Linked DNA regions of Pan troglodytes: region 1 is linked to region 2. A link is a contact called in public capture Hi-C data. All regions are on one chromosome and are shown on one strand. The core of a region is the stretch at or near the end of the contact, and the rest is flanking DNA. Distances in the headings are between cores, read along the strand shown.

Evidence for each region. Capture Hi-C pulls out chosen DNA fragments and counts their contacts.
Region 1: a contact with region 2 is called in a capture Hi-C map of stem cell-derived neural stem cells, with 2.9 times the contacts expected there. The contact joins two enhancer-like sites. A contact is called at or near these places in 2 of 7 Hi-C or Micro-C datasets (induced pluripotent stem cells and stem cell-derived neural progenitor cells) and 1 of 1 other capture datasets (stem cell-derived neural stem cells).

What each region holds. Positions count from the first base shown.
Region 1 is chr21:66,507,821-66,514,861 of NHGRI_mPanTro3-v2.0_pri, forward strand. The region is part of intron 4 of LOC107970072; the gene reads left to right. Among named protein-coding and RNA genes, the nearest start is that of MIR646, 100 kb to the right of the region's middle. Within about 2 kb of position 3,466, at least 1 of the 24 cell types and tissues checked has an H3K27ac peak or open chromatin away from gene starts, as enhancers often do. A contact at or near this core is called in stem cell-derived neural stem cells, where this site is marked.
Region 2 is chr21:66,357,239-66,363,431 of NHGRI_mPanTro3-v2.0_pri, forward strand. No RefSeq gene overlaps it. Among named protein-coding and RNA genes, the nearest start is that of LINC02910, 14 kb to the right of the region's middle. Within about 2 kb of position 3,238, at least 2 of the 24 cell types and tissues checked have an H3K27ac peak or open chromatin away from gene starts, as enhancers often do. A contact at or near this core is called in stem cell-derived neural stem cells, where this site is marked.

The sequences.
Region 1 (7,041 bases), core at 2,216-4,715, 150 kb after region 2:
AGTTGGGATTCATCCAATGTCTTTCTCATTGTTAGACAGGGAACATGGGGAGGCCTGTTCTATTTTCTTTTCTGATGGCTGACATGTAGTGAGCATCTGCTCTGATCCAGCACAGTGCTAATCACTGCTCCTGGATGATCTCATTTAATCATTACAAAGCAAACACCACGTAGATATCATGATTAAGCCCATTTTACAGATGTGAAAAGTGAAGCACAGCAAGGACTAGTACCTTTGCTAAGGCCCGACAGCTGGGAAGATGGACAGCCAGTGGTGTTAATCGGAGTCTAGAGAGAACCAGAGATCAGGGATGCCAAATCCTCCTAGGATGCAGGCTAGAATGGAATCTTGATCATAAAAAACTTGCCATTTATTTGTGGCAGGTCTATGAGCTCTAGTTTTAAATTTTGTCAACTCCTACTGGCTTGAGCAAGACGTTTGACTCGAGGCCTGTAGCTTCCTAGGCCTGGCAACCTCCCACCATAGAAGGCCCTCCAAGGCCAGGGAGCCTGGACCTCTGTGGGCAAGAAGGTGTAGATGCAGCAAGCCTGGGCAGGGATGGCCTGACGAGTCCCACCCCAACTATGAAAGGAATTTGCAGGAGAGCTGGAAGGACAGAGGAGTTCAGAATTTAGGTGGGAGTGATGTCTGGTGTGGGCAAAAGGTAGCAGGGGAGGGGAAGCAAGGCAGCCTCGGGCCGTTTCACACAAAGGGTGGGTGAGCCCGGCCAGTCTGCAGCAGACATTCAGCCACTGCCCCTGCCCCAGCCCACTCATCAGCTCGTGGCTTCATCGTGCTGTGGGATCCTGCAAACTACATTTCTCCTTTGGGTCCTGACAACAGGCAGGAGGCTGCAGGGCTCCTTTCTGTTCGGGTGTCCCCCAGCTGTGGGCTCCAAGCTCTACTTCTTCCAACACCCCAAAGCCAGCCTCGGGGGCCTGTGAGGCTCCTGTACACACTGGGCCGTGCCCTCTGCTCTGTCCTCCCAGCTTCTAGGTTCTGATGGCTAACAATGAACATTTGCTAGTTTAGTGTTGCCCTCAATTCAGTCTTTTTTTTTTTTTTTGAGGCAGAGTCTCACTGTCACCCAGGCTGGAGTGCAGTGGCGTGATCACGGCTCACTGCAGCCTCCACCACCCAGGTTCAAGTGATCCTGCTGCCTCCACCTCCCCAGTAGCTGGGACTACACACAGTCTCACACCACCATGCCTGGCTAATTTTTGTATTTTTTGTAGAGATGGGATTTCACCATGTCACCCAGGCTAACCTGGAACTCCTGGGCTCAAGTGATCCTCCCGCCTTGGCCTCCCAAAGTGCTGGGATTACAGGTATGAGCCACCACGCCCGGCCAGTTCAGTTATTTATGTACCACCCTATGGATGGTTTTCAAATCCTACACTGCAAGTCAATTCATTCTTTTAAATATAAACATTTAAAATTTAAAGGTATGTATTTTTAAAAGACACTTCATATTTTTATTATCAGTGAAAAACCAATGTCTTAATTTGTCTTAATTGTTAAAAAATGCATGGCAATTAAACAAGTGTTTGTCCTTGTACTAAAATCTGTCTCCCACCATTCACGATGGAGTAACAGCCTCTGCAAAACCCTGGGGTATTCATTCAAATGGTATTTATTGAGGACCTATGGATGCAAATGCTTTCGTAATTGCTCTGAGAGTTTTACAAAGGTGACCCAGACCCTCAGCCACAGTAAACCAGGCTTTCAAGCCTTCCTCCCCCACCGCCTTTCCACCCATGATGACCACTCAAACACGGAGCTTGGAATCCTTTGAAATGCCTGGTGGAGCGGGCTCCGTCCCTAATGGGTACGGCTGGTGTTAGGACCTGGGGACACCAGGGAGAACACAGAACTGAACTTGAATTACTCACATCACACATGAGCTGAAACCCCCAGAAGTTTAACAGGACATTATTTATTATAATTTATGGAATATATTAGAGAATTTCCCAATGTAACTGAAAAGGTCTAAATGATATTCAAAGGAGAATATTTAATGACATGTTAGAAGGTACTATATTTGAGAGCTGTTTGTTAAAGTGCTCCCAATTTTGACAAACATTTGTAGAAGTGTTTTTTTTTTAAATCCTGAGGGAACAGAAGTAATAATATGGGTAAAAACTTTGAGTAATATTTACAAATGACACTGGGAAAAATAAGAAAGCATCTGACGTATTTTCTCTTGTGTGCATAATAAAATCAGACATCACTGGCTTATGTACATAATTATCAGGACTCATCTTTATAAAACCAATAAGGAATGTTAAATCAAGAATTTTTGTTAGAATTTTAAGTTAAACAGATGGTAAAGACTTACTAGTGCCGATTCATCTAATAAAAATATCTCAGGATAAATTCATCTAATTTCATAAAATCAAAGCAAATAGAGTAAGTGCTTTGCCATTTTCTTTTGAGAATATATACGTGTATATGAATATATATGTGTGTGTATATGAATATATGTGTATATATGTATGTGTGTGTGTATATTGCATTAAGTACATTTACGATGCTGTGAAAACATAATCGCTACCCACTTCCAGAACTTCCTTATCATCCTAAACAGAGGTTCTGTACCCACTAAACAATCACCCCCATTTTCTCCCTCTCCTCAGCCACTGATCATCTCTATTCTCGCTTCTGTCTCTGTGAATTTGCCAATTTTAGTTACCTTACATAAGAGGAATCATACAATATTTGTCCTTTTGTGTCTGTCTTATTCCACTTATAATATCTCCAAGGTTCATGCATGTTGCAGCATGTATCTGCATTTCATTCATTTTTAGAGTTGAATAATATTCCATTGTGTGACTATGTCATATTTTGTTGGTCTTTCTATCTATTGAAGGGCATTTGGGTTGTTTCCACCTTTTGATTACCGTGAATAATGCAGCCATGAATATGGGTATTCAGGTGCCTGTTTGAGTCCCTGCTTTTAATTTTCATGGTTATATCCCTAGGAGCGGAATTGCTGTGTCATATGGTTATTGGATGTTTAACTTTTTGAGGAACCCTTTTGTCATACTTTTATGTCAAATGAATCCTTTGGAAATTGAATTTATCTGTACAGTTATGAGGCACAGTCCTTTTTAAATTTTATTTTAAAATCCAGAAGCATTTGGTTACCCACTAATACCTACTGAGCCCCTCCTGATTGCTAGGCTGGGTTCTAGATGCGGGGACTATGTAGAGAACAAAACACAGCCCTTGTTCTCGTGCAACTTATGTTCTAATGTGGGAGACAGAAAGCAAGCATGTGAGTCTATGATGTCAGAGAGTAAGAAAGTCCTAAGAGGACACAGAACAGAAGAGGGCGATGGAGAGTCTCCCTGAGCTCCTGTCATCACTGGGTGGCTGGGGAGGGCTCCTGCAGGGAGGCATTGAAGCAGAAACCTCCACTGACTGAGGAAGCCGTGGTGGGGGAAGCTGGAAGGAAAACATTCCTAGCTGGAGGCACAGCAAGTGCAAAGGTTTGGCAGAATCCTAGAGCGGCTGGAAGCCTTGTGGCTGCAGCCCTGTGAGGGAGGGTGATTAGGGGGAAGCTGGCTGGATCACAGAGGGGCTCCTCAGCTGTATCAGTCAGTCCTCACGTTGCTATAAAGAAATACCTGAGGCCAGGCACGGTGGCTCACGCCTGTAATCCCAGCACTTTGGTAGGCTGAGACAGGAGGATCACCTGAGGTCAGGAGTTCGAGACTAGCCTGGCCAACATGGTGAAACCCCATTTCTACTAAAAAATACAAAAATTAGCTGGGCATGGTGGTGCATGCCTGTGATCCCAGCTACTGGTGGGGTGGGGAGCTGAGGCAGGAGAATCACTTGAACCCAGGAGATGGAGGTTACAGTAAGCTGAGATCGCACCATTGCACTCCAGCCTGGGTGACAGAGGGAGACCCTGTCTCAAAAAAAAAAAAAAAAAAAAAAAAAAAAAAGGAAAGAAAGAAAAATACCTGAGACTGAGTAATATGTTTGTTTGTTTTGAGACGGAGTCTCACTCTGTCACCCAGGCTAGAGTGCAGTGGCACAATCTCAGCTCACTGCAACCTCTTGCCTCCCGGGTTCAAGCAATTCTCCTGCCTCAGACTTCTGAGTAGCTGGGACTACAGGCACCCACTACCATGCCCGGCTAATGTTTTGTATTTTTAGTAGAGAAGGGGTTTCACCATGTTAGCCAGGATGGTCTCGATCTCCTGACCTCGTGATCCTCCCTCCTGGCCTCCCAAAGTGCTGGGATTACAGGCGTGAGCCACCGTGCCTGGCCGAGACTGGGTAATTTATAAGAAGACAGGTTTCATTGCCTATGGCTCCACAGGCTGCAGAGGAAGCATGGCAGCATCTACTTCTGAGGAGGTCTCAGGGAGCTTCCAATCACGGCGGAAGGCAAAGTGGGAGCAGGCGTCTTACAGGACAGGAGCAGGACCAAGGGGCTGGGGAAGGTGCTGCACACTTTTAAACAGCCAGATATCAGGGGATCGCACTCATGATCAGACCGGCACCAAGGGGGAGATTAGCCCCCATTATCCAATCACTTCCCACTAGGACCCAGCTGGGGATTACAGTTCAATATGAGATTTGGGTGGGGACACAGATCCAAACCATATCATCAGCTATGTGAGAACTTTGGGTTTCTGGTTGAGGGCAATGGCAGGCCCTTGCCAGGTTTTGTGCTGGGAGTGAGAGGATCTGGTTTCTATTTTGAAAGGATCCTTCTGCCTGTTGGTGAAAATGGTTGGGGAGGGCAGAGAGTGGAAACAGGGAGGCCCACTTGCTCTCTGCGTGGGACGGCACCCCTGAGAAGGCATTTCTTCCAGGCTTAGGGAGTCAGTGCCTGAAGAGCACGTTGAAACCGGCATTTCAATCTGACATTGAAGTTGCTTTCCAGGAAATTACACTCTTTCAACGCCTACATTAGAAGGGCTATGTGGGCCGTTCACCTTTTGCCTTTTCAATTTCTCATCAAACTCATTGCCCAGTGTACTCCTGTCATTACGCACAAAGGAGCAGATGAGGAGCAAATGGCATCCACACCTTTGCCAGCATCTCGGCAGCTGAGTCCTCCCCCCACACAAAAGATGCTAAAGAGGACATCTGGGTCAAGATGCTCCTCTCTAAGCTAGGACCCAGGAAAAATAGTCTGTAAAATTAAGTGAATGCCTTCTTTCTGTGTGCTTCTCTCATCCTGTTTGAAGAAAACCAAATGCGAAAGAAGAATTAAAGAAGAAATCTGAAAGACTTCCCACGCGGAACTCTGGGATGGTAACCAAACCCAACCTCTAACCTTAACGTGAAGAGTATCTTGGGTTGTAATAACAAAAACAAAACAACAAAATTTAGATTTTTAAGCACTTTGTTTATCTAGTTTTACAAACTTAGGAGTTACATGTTCCTTATTAAAATTTATTGGTGGAGGAGAAGAAGAGAATAGAAGAGGAAAATATCAATTGTTCCGTTTTGAGTATATGTTTCTCTTGATTAGTGAAGGGTTATTTCCAAATTTAATATAAGATGTTGGTGATCTGACGTTTAACATTTGAAGTTACTTAGAGTAACTTATTTCCCCAAATTCAGTAATGCCAAGAAACACAATTAAGCTGATTAACTCCATGGAATGGGCCGTCTGTGCTGTTTAATCCATTTTGGGGATGGTGACCTCCGACACCACACTTTGGCATCAGTATTGATGACTTCGTACATTTCCTGGCCCTCTCTACACTGGGGAAGTCATGTAACCACAGAAATAATATTTATTTTTCTTACATGTTAAATCCCATCCCAAATCATATGGGAAGAGCAAAACAACAGTGCAAATTATAATCCAAACAAGATAAAGTGACAACAGTAGACCAGGAGGTCTTGAAAGTTAAAAGGCAAATAAAATCAGCCACTCAGAGAAACGAAGCCAGATCAAACACAGGCAAAGGTCCGGGAAGGGCAGGAAACAAATCCAGAGCTGAAGACCTGGCAGGCGGGAGGGTGGAGGTGGGGTTCAGGGGCCTTGCCAAGCAGGTTTCCTGAGGGTCTTCATTCGGGGAGGAGGCTCTTTCCATCTCTCCACAGTGTCAAGTAGGAATGATATTTGCCTGAGGCCAAAGCGGGTAGTGAGGGCTCCAGGTCACAAAGCCAGTGAGTCAGTGACCTCCAGAGAGCCAGGGTGGCTCCCACACCCAGAAAACAAGATCTGTCAGCCAGCAGCAGCTGGCCCTGCCCCTCCCCACAATCTCAGAAAGCAGGCATCAATAAATGGACCAGGCAGGAAACCAGGGCGTTTAACACATAAAGATAAGCAAATCATCACACATCAGCAGACACTTGAGAGAAATCAACAGTGGGGTGCATGACTCCAGATGCATCCAACTGAAGAACCAAAACGTAACGAATGGGAATAACCCAGCAAACTGAAGAAAATGGAGCAACTTTAGGTACTTCGGAGAGATTCAAGTATGTAAAGCATCATCTAGGATGTAAATGAATCCACCAGAGATCTAAGAAGTTAAAAATGGGATTATTGAAATACTGTATTAAGCTCCATGCATGGGCTGAGTAGCAGAATGGATATAGCTAAAGCTTAAGGGATTCTTCTAGAATGCACCAACATTCTATGTGTAAGATAGATGAGAGAATGTAAGATAGATAAGAGGCATAGAGAATGAATCTCCACGATGGACATCTAGTTAAAGAATTCTGGGAAGGAAGAAAAGAGGGAATGTGGAGAAGGAATTGAAAAGAAAAAATCAGTGAAAATTTTCCAGAGTTACAAAAAGACACGTGTCATCATATTGAAGGTACCCACTGCATTGGGAGCAGGAGAAATAAGAAAGGCCTGCGCTGGACACATTGTGCTGAATTTTCAGAAAACCAAGGCCGAGTAGAATATCAAAAGCTCCCAGAAAGAAAAATGAGGTTTCTTGCAAAGGAACACAGTTCAGATTGGCATTAGACTTCTCACTGCCAGTGTCAGATGTTAGGAGACGATGTGGGACTTGGCAGTTCTGAGGGAAGCTGGCTTGCACGTAGGATCTT
Region 2 (6,193 bases), core at 1,988-4,487:
TTCCTGGGATTCTCAGCTTTCTAGCACACCCTCTTCCAGAGGTGGGAGACCTCCAGTTAAAAACAAAATTGTACACAACTGCAGCCTCATTTCCATTGTTTAAGGAATTAATTATCTTGGTGTATCTTTTCCAATAACAGCTTTCATTAAATTAAACCCAAGGCATTTATATTCCCTGGGAATAACAGGCTGCTTATATATGGCGGGAATGTGCTGGAATTTCTTTAGAAATCAGCACATTGGCTATTGAGGACTAGCTGGTGATCACAGGTATAGGTTTTGAAGTTAGATTGTCAGGATTAAAATCCAGGCTCTGCCATTGCTGGCTGTGTGGTCTTGAGCAAGTTACATTACCTCTCTGTGTCTCGGCTTCCCCATCTGTGCAATTTGGACAGTAAGAGTTCCTATCTCCCAGGCTTCTTGTAAGGATTAAACACGTTCATGTAATGATCAACAAGGTTAACTATGAACATGCTCACAAAGACACACATGGGCTCTTCTGGTGCAATAGGGACGTGGCCTGGAAGCTCACTGCCACGTGGCATTTGGGACCACAAGGGATCAGACCTCATCGTCTGTGCACAGATAGACAAGATCATAAAGAGGAAAAATTAGCATCGGGAAACTGGTTATTTATTTAAGATTGAAAGCGGGAGAAATCTGCCCTGGACATCTTCCCCTCTCCTCTGTTTGTTTTGTCTGCCAAACAGAGGCAGTACCCCCTCTCCACTCTATTTCTTAATTGAGTAAACTCCGTGATCCTAAATGCAAACAAACATGGAGCCAGCACAAACAAGCACGTGCTTCCTGTACGCGCCATTTCTGAGGAGCAGCCTGAGCAGCAGGTGAACTGGCTGGGAGACAGAAACGGCTGCAGAAGGCGCCTCCAGGATTTGGCGTGAGAGCCCTGCAAGGTCAGCCCATGTGCTCCTTCTTTGTTAGATTGTTTGTTCATTCATTTGTTTATTCATTCCTTTATTCAAGTGTTTAGTGAGAACTTCCATGTGGAAGACAAAGACCTAGCTCACAAGGGGTGCATGGTCTAGGGAGCTAGGTGTGGACAAAGAGCCACGTAGGATGTCAGTGCTGAGATGTGGCAGCCACGGGGAGCTATGGAAGGGGGCAGAAAGAAGACCCCAGAGCTCAGGGAAGGCCTGCAGGGCAAGTAGGGAGTTGTCAGCCCAGCAAAGAGCCAAGAGTGTGAGGAGAAGGTCTGCCAGCGCCTGAAGGGGAGAAGCCATGGTTCACCAGCTTCAAGAGTTGATACAGTTGAAAGCATCATCTCTCCATGGCCAACATCCTGGGCTGTGGCTTTAATTTGGGCATAGTGTGTGCCTGCAAAACCTCGGCTGTATTCAACCTAGTCTGCCATTGATGGAGTGAGAACTGCCCCCAAATTATTTACATTCAAATTTGGAAGCAACTGAAACCCAACAGTAGGAGATTCATTACAGTAATTCCATGGAAATGGAATAATATGCTGTCGTTAAAAGTGTTCAAATCTTTTATGGTTATGATAAATCTAATAATAAAATCGAGACATTATTAGAATATATATTTTAACATTTTCCTAGTTTTGTGAAAAAAGCCCCAAATATCTGTATGAGCCTAGATAAATGACAAGAAAGGAAAACAGTAAAATTTTTATAATGGTTATTGCTCAATGGTTGGATTTTTTAAAATACTCTTCTATAATTTCTAAATTTTATGCCCTGAGGATGTATTACCTCCATAGTCAGAAAAATTATGAAAGGTATTTAAAACCCAAACTGGTTTTGGGCATGCAGAATGCTTGGTTATTTCTTAAGTATAAAAATAACTCCCCCTCTGTCCCATCAGCACACGTGTTGCAGGGAGTCTGATGTTGCTCGGTAAGTCTCTTTGGTCATTTCATACTAATGCCCTTTGTTCCCCTGATTATCTCTCTGAGGTTGGGGCCGGGGGATGGGGGTGTGCTGTGCCTCCTGGATGTCTGTCTGCTGCCAAAACATCCTCTCCTGTCTCTGTCTCATTGGTGCATTTTGATGAACGTGTATTGCCTGGTCACTGTGCGCTAACCACCAAATTATGAAACATTTGTGCTGCAAGGGAGCTGAGAGATCCTTAAACTCAATGAACCATTAGGCATAAGACACACACACACACATACACACATGAATACACACAAACACACAAACAGCTTGGCTGCTCTGGGTGAAGCATGTGTGTGTTTGGGGGAAATTTCCTTCCCCACCTGTGGTCGTCCATTTGCCCATGAGCAGCTTCCGAGGCAGGTCTGTGGACCCCAACGCTGTGTAACATCGTGTGAAAAACACAAAGGCTTGCAGCCCTCTCACTGCAGACGTGGGAACACGACTCTGTTTAAAACCCTTCAAAGCCCGCCTTCTTGCTGTGTGATGCTGCCTGGGCCAGCCGGGCAGGTCACCACGCTGTCTCTTCAAAGCAGCTCGCTTATGCCCACAGCGCTGGGCACAAGGGCAGCCACGAGCTGTTTGATTTCTGCGTCCCCAGCAGATGGCTTGGTGCACAGGGGCAGGGCTTGTCTGTCCCTCTCACTGCTGTGTCCCAGGCTATGTCTCCACCATGTAACTTCAGACAAGTTCCTCAGCATCTCTGTGTCCTGGTTCCCTCATTTGTAACATCAGGATATTGATAGGGATGTCCTTATGGGGCCTCATGAAAATGAAGAGTTCTCTGTGATGTGCCTGGAACCACAGAGGGCAGCAAGTGGGAGCCACAGAAAGTCATCTCTTTATCATAGTTGTCATTGGTAACTATGACGGTTATTAAGGGCAGGGGTCTCCCACCTTCTGCATCCAGGCCTTGTCATTCCTTATAAAAGTTTTCTCCTTTCAAGGACTTTCAATGCCCTGAAAACGGAATGCTCCTCCCTGCTCCCCATCAGCTGCTGCAGAGCCCTGAACCCCTTGAACTTGCCTTGCTTAGTTCTTTCAGGGGCCGCCTTGGATGCCGCCTCACTTCCCTCTTCTTGGCTCCGTGGCTGTCAGAGGGGCTGGGCACTGGGTTACTTCATCAGTTCCTGAGTGTTGACCGGCAGGAAACAGTGGTTTCCTGTTCATATCCTGCCTGAGCCTGGGCCGGGTGGAGGTGTCCTGCATGGAGTCTTGTGAAATCGGTTGGACTGCAACACTCAGCAGCGCGGTGAGTCCACCCTGAAATCCACAGTGACCCGTGTGGCATGTACTGGGAATTGAACGCTTGGGGAAAGAGCTGGGCTCCAGCGGATCAGGCCCGACCAAGTCGTTCCCACAGCTCAGGACCGGACGCTACAAGCCCACTTCGTAGCAGTTTGGCTGACGGCAAACTTTTGCAACACAGTGCAAAAACCATTTAACACCTTTAAGGGAATTGGAAATGGGTTTTTCATGTGTGGTGGTGCTGAAAATTGAGAATAATGACAGAATTATTAAAAACAGCCTTCTTGGCCTTAGACTCTTCATTGCCTCTGGTCTGTAAAACTGACAAATAAGCACTGTAGAAGCCACAGATGAAATATGTCGTCTTGGGAGCCCTGGAGAATTGTCTCTGAATTCTTTTGTTTATGGATTGTAGAAACTGCTTTGGGGGTAGTTGGATGTAGAAGCAGAAGGACAGAGTGGGGAGCTGGGAGCAGGAGGCCTGGGTTTGTCTCCTGAGTCTGTTTCCACTGGGGCCTGAGGCTCCCATGTGAGGGAACATGAATGGGCCAGGCACATGGGCCCTGTGGGGTGACAGAGCTGTGGGGCTCCATGGTGGCTCTGTGGGCAGCTAGCTTGGGGATGGCTGAGATAAAGACAAGTAGTTTTCCTTCCTGCAGGACTTCTCAGAGCCTTTAGTGTGGTTATAATGATAGAAAACATGTATTAAGTCCATACCCTGAACCAGAAACAATGCTAAAAGCTTTGCACTTGGCCTTTTTTTTTTTTTTTCTTTTATCAACATGTGTGAGGACGGAAGCTTAGGCTTACAGATACGGACTCATTGAGAGTGAGTGGACGTGTCTGATCTTTAACCCAGTTCTGTCTGACCAAAAAGCCTGTGCTCTAACCACTGTGCACCCCTGCCTGTCTGTCCTGTTGAGAGAACTGTAGGGAAAGCCTTGAGATTATGTATCCAGTGCTCCCCTCCTCCTGATTGGAAGATGGCAGCTCAGAAGGTTAGGGCGCCTTCTCCTGTCCTCCGAGTGGTTAGATGCACGTGTCCTCTTCTGTCCTCTGCTCTTCCCACATCCCTCTCTCTCTGGTGCTCTGGTGGAGCCCCTGGGATCAGGGGTCACAGGAGCACCTGGGCCATTTGCATGGTTGTTGGTAAAGGGTGTTCTCCCCCCCCCCCCATTAAGGTGCCTGCCATCAAAGTGCCTTATTGCTTGAGTTCCAATCTCGGCTTCACAACTCTGTAGCTGTGTGACTTTGCACAATGTACTGAGCCTCTCTGTGCCTGAACATCCTTGTTTGTAGATAGTAAAGATAATTGTCCCTTACTCCTAGGTTTCACATTGAGTGTTTAGCAAGTTAATGTTTGTAACGTGTGAAGTCATAAGATGCAGGACTGGATGACTGCCCTACCCACAAGGGGTCTAGGATCTTCCCGAGTTGCACTACTTATGGGACAGGTCTGCCAAGCAGCCCTTGTGAAGATAAAGGTGATGATGAGTTCCTCCCACAAAACAAGAGCCTCAGAGAGACTGGAAAATAACCCCCGGTGCCTTTTATCAAGTGGCCAGCAGATGGCAGAAGCAAGCCAGGAACAGAGCTTGTGTGCTGCGGCTGTGGCAGCTACCTTGGAAAATCCCGTGGTGTTTGGTGGTCGTATTAAGAGATCTCTGGTGTAGGAGCATCCTTCATTCTAAGCAGGATTCTGAACAAACTCAGAACTGGCTTTGTGGCTGGTACCGAGGACCCAGGGGTCACGGCTGCTCCCAGTGGGTGCTGATGCCCATTTGTTTGTGCAAGTTGGTCCCCTGTAAGGACGACAGATGGTCTGTCTCGGACTTTCTGGCCTGTGCACCAAGGCCCAGGGATGGAAGTGGGGCAGCATGTCCCCATCATTAAATAGGGCGTTCTTGATAATAATCCCATAAGGCTTAATGTGATGGGTGTGGTCAATCATTCATTCATTCCGTGAGGATTCAGTGAGCAGCTACTCCATGCCTCTAGGCTCTGAGGATGCAGCATGAGAAACACACGCAAGGCCCACGATGACCAGGGAGCTCGCCTTCCAGGGAGAGAGGAGAAAAATAAATGGTAGGGAGTTAAACACGACAAAGTAGAAAAGGGCCAGCTGCAAGAATGAAATTAAATAGGAGGCTGGTGGCAGGGGGGCAGGGAAGCCTGAAGCACCTGACTGCCCAGAACAAGCCGCACCTGTGAGGAGCTGGGAAGGGCACTCCAGGCAGAGGGAGCACCAGAGCAAACCCTGGGAGGGGGATGAGCCTCTTGTTGAAGAACTAGAAGGAGGCCAAGGTGGCTGAGCAGAACACATGAGGCGGAAGGAGGAAGTGAGGGGCCCTGGGCCTGGCCACCAGCCGGCAGGATCAGGGGTGAGGACTCCACTTGGGAGAGTGTGAATGGCCCAGTGTGAATGACAAAGCAGTTTCATGCAGCTCAGCCTGTCTGGCTAAGTGCGCAGCCCTGAGGATTGGGCTCTGAGCATTGCAGCCCTTCTGAGTCTGTGGGCCCCTCTCCCAGGAGGATCAGGTTGCCCAGGGCAGCTGGAAATGTCCTTAAGCGACTCCTTGCTGCTGCTGCCGCTGCGTCTTGCTGACATCATTTCCCCCCACAAGCGCTGGTCTCCTGGGACGGCTGCCCCCTCTCATCTGCACATCTAGCTCCCCTGCCAGGCCTGTGCTGTTTTCCGGGGCCTCACAGAGAAGCTCGGGCAGGTGGAGCCTCAGCAAGAGGCGCCATCCTCCCCTTCAGCCTGTCGCGGCTCCTCCCCGGGGCATGCTTGAAAGCCCAGACATGTTCTTCACATCTGAGAAAGCAGTTAAACTGAAATTCCTGGCAGATTCAGGTTCAAATCCTTATTAGGCTGTTAAGTGAGAGGGGATTTCATTTCCTTGCAGCCGCCCTGGGTCCTGCCACTGAGCAGCTGTTGGTAGGCTCTGCTGTGAGGTCTCCTCTTCCGGCTTTCCCACTTCCCAAGGTAACCTGGTGTGGGGAGGAAGCCGGGGGCCTCTGGTGAATGGGAACCT